Regions from separate parts of the Gossypium hirsutum genome. Here region 1 is linked to region 2. Evidence: chromatin contacts called from public Hi-C data. All regions are on one chromosome and are shown on one strand. The core of a region is the stretch at or near the end of the contact, and the rest is flanking DNA. Distances in the headings are between cores, read along the strand shown. Region 1 holds the start of LOC107887254. Region 2 holds the start of LOC107962682 (F-box/LRR-repeat protein At4g29420).

Region 1 (3,337 bases), core at 278-2,777, 490 kb before region 2:
AGTTTCTCAAATCAGGCTAATAGCTGTGCTCTTTAAGTAATTAATGTTTGAAGCATTTAATGTTATCCACTTTTTGAAATAGCTGATGTTGTTTCTGAATTATGGTGAGTTTTTCCTGATGTTGCCTTTTGATGAATCTGGCAGCTCTGCAGGACAGCCCAAGAAAACCCTGAAATTTTGTTCCTCAAAGTCAATTTTGATGAGAATAAGCCTATGTGTAAAAGTTTGAATGTGAAGGTGCTTCCTTATTTCCACTTCTACCGGGGTGCACATGGTCAACTGGAATCATTTTCTTGTTCGCTAGCCAAGGTTTGTATTTTATCCCCTCCGAGCCCATGGTCATGTTTGCACTTGTATAAGTTAACTGTTCTCCACTTGAGTGCTGGGAAATGGAATAGAAAGGGGGAAAAAAAGAAGTTAGCCATAGAATAATCATAGGAAAATTTAGCCCAACATTAGACCACTGTCCTTGAAAAGAGGTTGATGCATTGAAATCTGGTTCTAGAATACCTTGCTTGCTCGACCATAGGTGCACCATCAGAAGAATCTCTCAGCATACTGTAACTTGCTTGAAATGCTGCATGTTAGAATAATGATTCCTTTTTTCCCTCTTTCTGGTGGTGGTTATTTGGTTAAGTGAATAGGAAGAGAAATATTCAAGGTGGAAGGACAACCATAAGGGGATTCGTACTAGAAGACTCTTCTTTATGCATATTTAGGCTTCTGACTTGCATGTATAGATGACCAATTTTCTTATGCAACTGCATCATTTAAAGAAATATTCAAAATAAAATGATTAGCTGCTTTTCCTTATCATATGCAGTTTCAGAAAATAAAGGATGCTATCAAAACTCACAGACAACCGCATTGCCACATTGGTCCGTCAAAGGCGGTCAGAGACCTGAATCTCGAATCTGTATCTGCACCAATTGAGAAGCCAGCCGTGTTAACCCAAACAAGCGATTCTTTATAAAGCTTGTGTCTCCACATGTGCATGTCCACTTATATTGCACATCCAGTCGACACTCATTTTCAGCTGATCTTAATAGTATTCCTGTATATTGGCATTTTTCTGTGTAAAAGAATACTCAAGTAGGAATTCGTAGCTTTGCAGCATTCTTTTTCATTCTTATTCTGCCTGTTATATATGTAACCTCCAAAGTCAAGTGGAAATCAAATTCCCATGTTTCTGAAATCTGAATCATCCTTACCTTTTTTCTCCCTCGAACTCTATCCGTACAATATAAGAAATTCGATGTCTTAAAATGGGATGTATGCGGCTTTCACAAAGTAGATCAAACCTAGCAGCCATTGTAATGAAGTGAAGAAATCGTGGACCTTGGAAACAATAGATGACGAGTAAGATATCCACGTAAACCCAATCTGAATCACTAATATTAAGATAAGATATCAAAGTATACAGACTACACCCACAACAGATCTGACGGTTGTCAATGCCCCACGTGCCTGATATCATATCCCAGGTAGCATCATATAAAAGTACAAACCTATATATACGATGGGGTGACATCAAACATGGCAATCCTCGGACTTCAACTGCAACAAAGGTTTCCCGTCTTGACTGGTGTTTGTTATTCTCGCTTAATTTCCGCTACAATTCATGCTCCGGCTGTTGCTTCTGTCTCTAGTCTTTCGTGTAAGCTAAAAAAATGGAACAATGGTGGTAGGCTGCCACGTAGACTGGTGGTAGGCTTAGGGGCTTCATTTTGGGCTCAGTACATGAACATGGCCAGCAATAGCAAATCTTTTATTGCTTCTGCAAGGCTAAATGGTGCTGTTGAACAGGTTTATTTTCCAATTGATTATTATTTCTTTTTTCTTCCATTTGTTTCCTGGGTTTTTTTTTTCATTAATAGCTTGTGGGTTATTTAAATTTTATAGGCAATTTATAAGCTTTTGAAAATGGGTTTGTATCAAAATGGAAGAAAAGAACCTCCTAACTCATTAGTTGATGCTTGACCATAATAAAGATTAAGTTCATTGGATTGTATAGTTGATTAATTCTTGGCCTATAATAAAATAAAATTTTGCACTTCATTTATTTATTATTCTTCATGAAAATTGTATAGGCGGGTAGGCAACAAATCTTATAGGCCTTTAGTTCTTCAGTTCAGCACCAAAGGCTTAAAAGGTATATACTTTGATATGAAGCAATTGCGTCGGATTCACTGAGAATGAACGTAATGATGCATACAAGTTCTTAAATCAGATATGACTTTGAGCTGAGTTCCCGAACCCCAATTAGGTCCTGCAATGCAATTGGTAGCAGTGAATGGTTTCATGCGCTCGAATTCACAAGTAAAAACAGCTAACCTATGAATCGAAGTGCTTGGTGGAGTTTAATAGCCTCTTCTGTTTCTTGCTTTCCAGTTCATGTATGCTTTTAGTTACTTTCTGGAGTTCTCATCATTCTACCATTGTCCTAATTCTATAGTTCACCAAATCTCCTTGCTTGGCTTCACAGGCATTGCAGAATGTGGAATGGCCAGAGCAGTTCCCCTTCAAGGACGAGGATTTCCAACGCTTCAATGAGTAAATAATCCAAACTACATCTTGCTGTTTAAATTGAACTCTTATGTTAAATTTCGGCTTTCCTTGAGGTTGTTCATCTCATTTTGTTCCTGCTTTGGTTATTCCTTGCATTTATATCCTTGTTGCTGCTTCGTACTGACCATCTTCTTGATGATTATTCACATTTGGGATTTCTGGTCGGAATTTGGAGAAGTAAATTTTCAAGCATCTTTCGTCAGTTATAGAAGAACGAGACTTGCGAAAGTGCAAGATGTTAGGCAAAACTCTTTGTTCTAACTTAAACAAAGTAACAAGATTAAAACACGAGTCTGTGGAATCTATTATTTCTCAAAGACTAGGGGCTTTATGTTTCAATCAAGCAGTCCAAACTTGTTACCTGTATCGCATATAATTTCCTCTAGATTTTGCCATATAAAATAGGAAAAAAGAAGTTGATTAGTAACGCTAAACAAACAGGAAATCTCTCAGCACTCCATACCTATCCTTGCATAAATCATCCAATATTATACTGATTAAAGGATTTAATGCTTCAGCGAGTGGTTCAATCTAGCAGATATCATTTAGCTGAAAGTTTGCACTTTGCTTCAATAATTTCCAAGTTTTATCCTCAATGTTAAGCATATTGATGAGTTTCAGATTTTCATAGCTTTAATTCACCTTTCAGAACACCAGATTCATTGTTCTATGAAGCTCCACGCTTTGTTACACATATTGATGATGCAGCCATTGCCGCACTTACTAAATACTACTCAGAGGTTTTCCCTCCCAGCAATACTCCTGGAGT
Region 2 (3,656 bases), core at 715-3,214:
TCCTTTGAATTATCAACTTTGTGTTAATTTATTCAGACTGTTCATTGGTTATATGCTTAGGATCGATCTTCCATCCATACTCAACTTTTCAATTTCTCTTTCTTTGGGTTGCCATCCTGCCAATTAAGCTCTTCACTGTCGATTTTAGTTGCTCTATTGATCTTTTGGATCATGAAATGTTAATGGTGGACATGGCTCCAGATTTTGAAACCATGCCCTTTTTTTCCATGTCTCTATTTTCAAGTCACAATTAGTTTCCATTATGAACTACAGAGCCAGTTTTGTAGAAATTGTTTTTACATTATATAATGTGAAGTTATTGTTAGGAACAATTTGAGAGGTATGGATAATGAAAAGAAAAGATCAGCAATTTTCAGCAAGGGGTTATTGCAAAGTGGAGAACTGTATCAGGTATTGCTCTCACTTAAATCATTTCATTTCTTTTTATCTTGTTTAGTTTCTTAAGACATTTTTCAATAATGTGACAGTATTTATTAGAGACTAATGTGTATCCACGTGAACCGGAGCTGTTGAAAGAGCTAAGGGATATGACTGCTACCCACCCAAGGTAGTAGATTACATTGTAAAATTACTGTGTTAGCTTATGAAATGAAATGAATTGAATTGATTTGTACTTAAATTGTTATTTTACAGGGCTATAATGGCTACTGCACCTGATGCAGGGCAGCTAATTGCCATGCTCTTGAAGCTTATAAATGCGAAAAGGACAATTGAAGTCGGAGTTTTCACCGGATACTCCCTTCTCCGCACTGCTCTTACAATCCCAGAGGATGGCAAGGTATATAATACATCTCTTCCACCAAGACTAATACCTTAGCCCGCAAGTAAGCAATCTGTAGAATTGACCTGTGGAGGTTTGAGGGCCATTTACTCAATGTCGTCTATATACTCTTTTTTACCATTTGTTTTTGTTTAGATTGTAGCCATAGATATGAATCGAGAGGCATATGAGATAGGGTTACCAGTTATCAGAAAAGCCGGTGTCGAGAACAAAATCGAATTCATAGAGTCAGAAGCTTTGCCGGTCCTTGACCAGCTCCTTGAAGATGTAAGGATGAAGTATTTTAAAATCCTTGTTCTTAGTTTTCATTCACTGTCCTTGCATTTGTCATTATTTCCTGTTTCAGCCTGGAAATGAAAACGGCTTCGACTTTGCTTTTATTGATGCCGACAAGATCAATTACTGGAAGTATCACGAGAGGTTGATGAAATTGGTGAAGGTTGGTGGGATTGTTGTGTATGATAACACACTGTGGGCGGGATCAGTTGCAATGCCGGAAGAGTGCACTCCAGAGATACTGAGAGAGGGCAGACAAAGAACACTGGAATTTAACAAGTTGCTGGCAGCGGATCCTCGTGTCGAAATTTCGCTTGCTCCATTAGGTGATGGGATCACAATCTGTAGGCGTATGCACTGAACTTATTATCCAAAGCTTAAACCATTTTAAACATGTTTGTGGTGGTTCCCTGTTCAATTACTATGTCAGTCAAGGAATAATGAAAGTTAAACAAAGAGTCACAAAGGCCACCATTTTCATTCATATGTTTGGTCTTGGGCTTTCGACTGCTTCTAGTCTAGGATGGTAATGGTTTGGTTAGATTTGTCCTCCAATTTTCTTCTATTTAATTTTTCTTTAACACTTAAATTTAAAATTGTTTGTTAAATTTCTCAAAAAAAAAGAAAAAGTAATGCCTATTAATTTTGTTGGTATGATATTTAGGTGGATGTCGTATCAATAAATAAATAATTTTTTAATATTTAAAATTTCAAAAAATATAAAAGATATAAATTTTTTTTAAATTTTTTAAAAATTAATTAATTATTGGGTGACAAGTAAAACATGCCTAAAAACAAATAACTAGCATAGCATTCAGTTGTCGTTTTAATCGCTTGTATGGCTTTTTAGACATTTGCAACAGTCATTGGAGATGTTATCGTAATTTTGGATACAACCTGAAAATGGCATTTTAGATATTAAAATGAAAAACATGACCATTATGTAAGTTGGTCAGATTCTGAATGGTAGTAATACCGTTTGAAACAATTCCTAACACCTTCCATTCAGCTGTCTTGTCTTATTTTCCCTTTTCCTCTTCAATTTTTCTCAATGGATGATCTTCCCCCATCTCTTGTCGTTGATATCCTCAGTCGTCTCACTGATTCTGCCGACGTTGCTCGGTGCCGAGTCGCCTCCAAAACACTCAACTCTCTCACTCGCGAGGTCCGTTCCCTTAACCTCCTCTGCACCTTGTCTCGCTACCTCAAATCCCGCTCGCCGGAGACCAAGGACCACGTCACTCCTTTCAAGGCAATCTTTAATAACCTTGTCGGCCAGGCTCCCTGTCTTAACTCAATCTCAATTGGAGTCGATAAATCGCTCAGGAATATCTCGTATGACGACGTGGATGACGAGTCGGATGATTTGTATTTGACTGATGTGGGGTTCGTCAAGGAGTGGTTGCCCAAGGTTTGCGGCGACCTAGGGAAGCTATCGATTTCGGATTTTTGGATACAGTCTTGCTGGAGGAAATCTCAGATTTTGAGCTTGATTTCTTCTTGTTGTGAGTTTCTTGGCGCCTGCAATTTCATTTTATTTCTTATTTGGTATTTGGATACACTATAATTAGTTTGAAATTGAACTTAATGGAGTCGTTTTAAGGTAAATTGTATTTGTGAAGCTTAAATTGTGTTAAAATTTTGAGAGATAGGATAGTGAATGATGGTTAAGCATACCTTTAGAAATGAACTCTGTTACTACTATCTCCCGGCCATTTTGAATCGCTTGTGTTCCAATTCAGTAAGAGCAATTATCCCGTTAACATATATACATAAACACAAAAAATATATATACAAAAATGGTAAACAATCTAATATAGTGAGTTGGGTTACTCGTACTGAACCAGTCCGGTCCGCATTCTTGATAACATAGGAAATAAATTCAGTGTCAGTTTTGTTTTGGTTCCATAAAAGATTAAAACTTTTCTCTTATTCTTTAAGTTATATTATTGCTTATGCAAAGGCCATTGCCTTTGTTTTTTTTGTGTATGTAGGCAATGGTCTTATGGAGCTAGAGGTGAAGAATGCTTGGCTCTCGGTTGATGGATTAAATCCAATGACTAGGCTAACAAGTTTGACACTTGAATTTATTAGACTTGAAGATGAGGACCTAAACAAAGTTAATGAATGTTTTCCTTCTCTTCAAGTTCTAAACTTGGTTGGCGTTGGAGGACTTAAAGATCCCAAGATTCATCTCTTGCATCTTAAATCATGCTTGTGGACGGTGTCAAATGCTCCTCTGTCTCTGACTATCTTTGCTCCCAACCTCGTGAAGCTCAGGCTAAAATGTATCAAGCCGAAATCTCTTGTTCTCGACACGCCATTGTTGTCAGATTTCCATCTTTCGGTCGAGGAAGCATCTGATTTTAGAGTGAAAGAGTTCCATAATTTGGGAAACCTTCACCTTGAATCTTCGAGTCTTTGCTGCCTCCTTGACATGTTTCCATCTGGTAAATCAGTTAGGAAGCTGACAGTGAATTCTCTCAATGGACTGCAACAATTAAATTTCGCTTGGAAGCAGTGTTTGATGTGTTTCCGAATGCAACATATCTTAATATAGGCCCTGGGGCTTGGTGTG

Evidence for each region. Hi-C and Micro-C count contacts between places; a contact is called where the count stands out from the background.
Region 1: a Hi-C map of leaf shows a contact between it and region 2, with 3 times the contacts expected there. The contact joins the promoter of LOC107887254 here to the promoter of LOC107962682 in region 2. A contact is called at or near these places in 3 of 34 Hi-C or Micro-C datasets (all in leaf).

What each region holds. Positions count from the first base shown.
Region 1 is chrA06:17,835,122-17,838,458 of Gossypium_hirsutum_v2.1, reverse strand. LOC107887254 reads left to right here and starts at 1,527. Exons shown (of 8, transcript XM_016811444.2): 1 at 1,527-1,806; 2 at 2,486-2,553; 3 at 3,218-3,337. The coding sequence starts at 1,537. LOC107887256 (thioredoxin-like 2, chloroplastic) reads left to right here. Exons shown (of 4, transcript XM_016811446.2): 3 at 145-309; 4 at 824-1,195. The coding sequence ends at 973. It overlaps LOC107887258 (a long non-coding RNA gene), which reads right to left and starts at 1,653. Exons shown (of 3, transcript XR_001681095.2): 1 at 857-1,653; 2 at 511-761; 3 at 1-382.
Region 2 is chrA06:17,349,151-17,352,806 of Gossypium_hirsutum_v2.1, reverse strand. LOC107962682 (F-box/LRR-repeat protein At4g29420) reads left to right here and starts at 1,964. Exons shown (of 2, transcript XM_016899160.2): 1 at 1,964-2,583; 2 at 3,073-3,656. The coding sequence starts at 2,130. The coding sequence ends at 3,638. It overlaps LOC107962681 (probable caffeoyl-CoA O-methyltransferase At4g26220), which reads left to right. Exons shown (of 6, transcript XM_016899159.2): 2 at 317-411; 3 at 489-568; 4 at 655-799; 5 at 938-1,069; 6 at 1,149-1,562. The coding sequence starts at 343. The coding sequence ends at 1,439.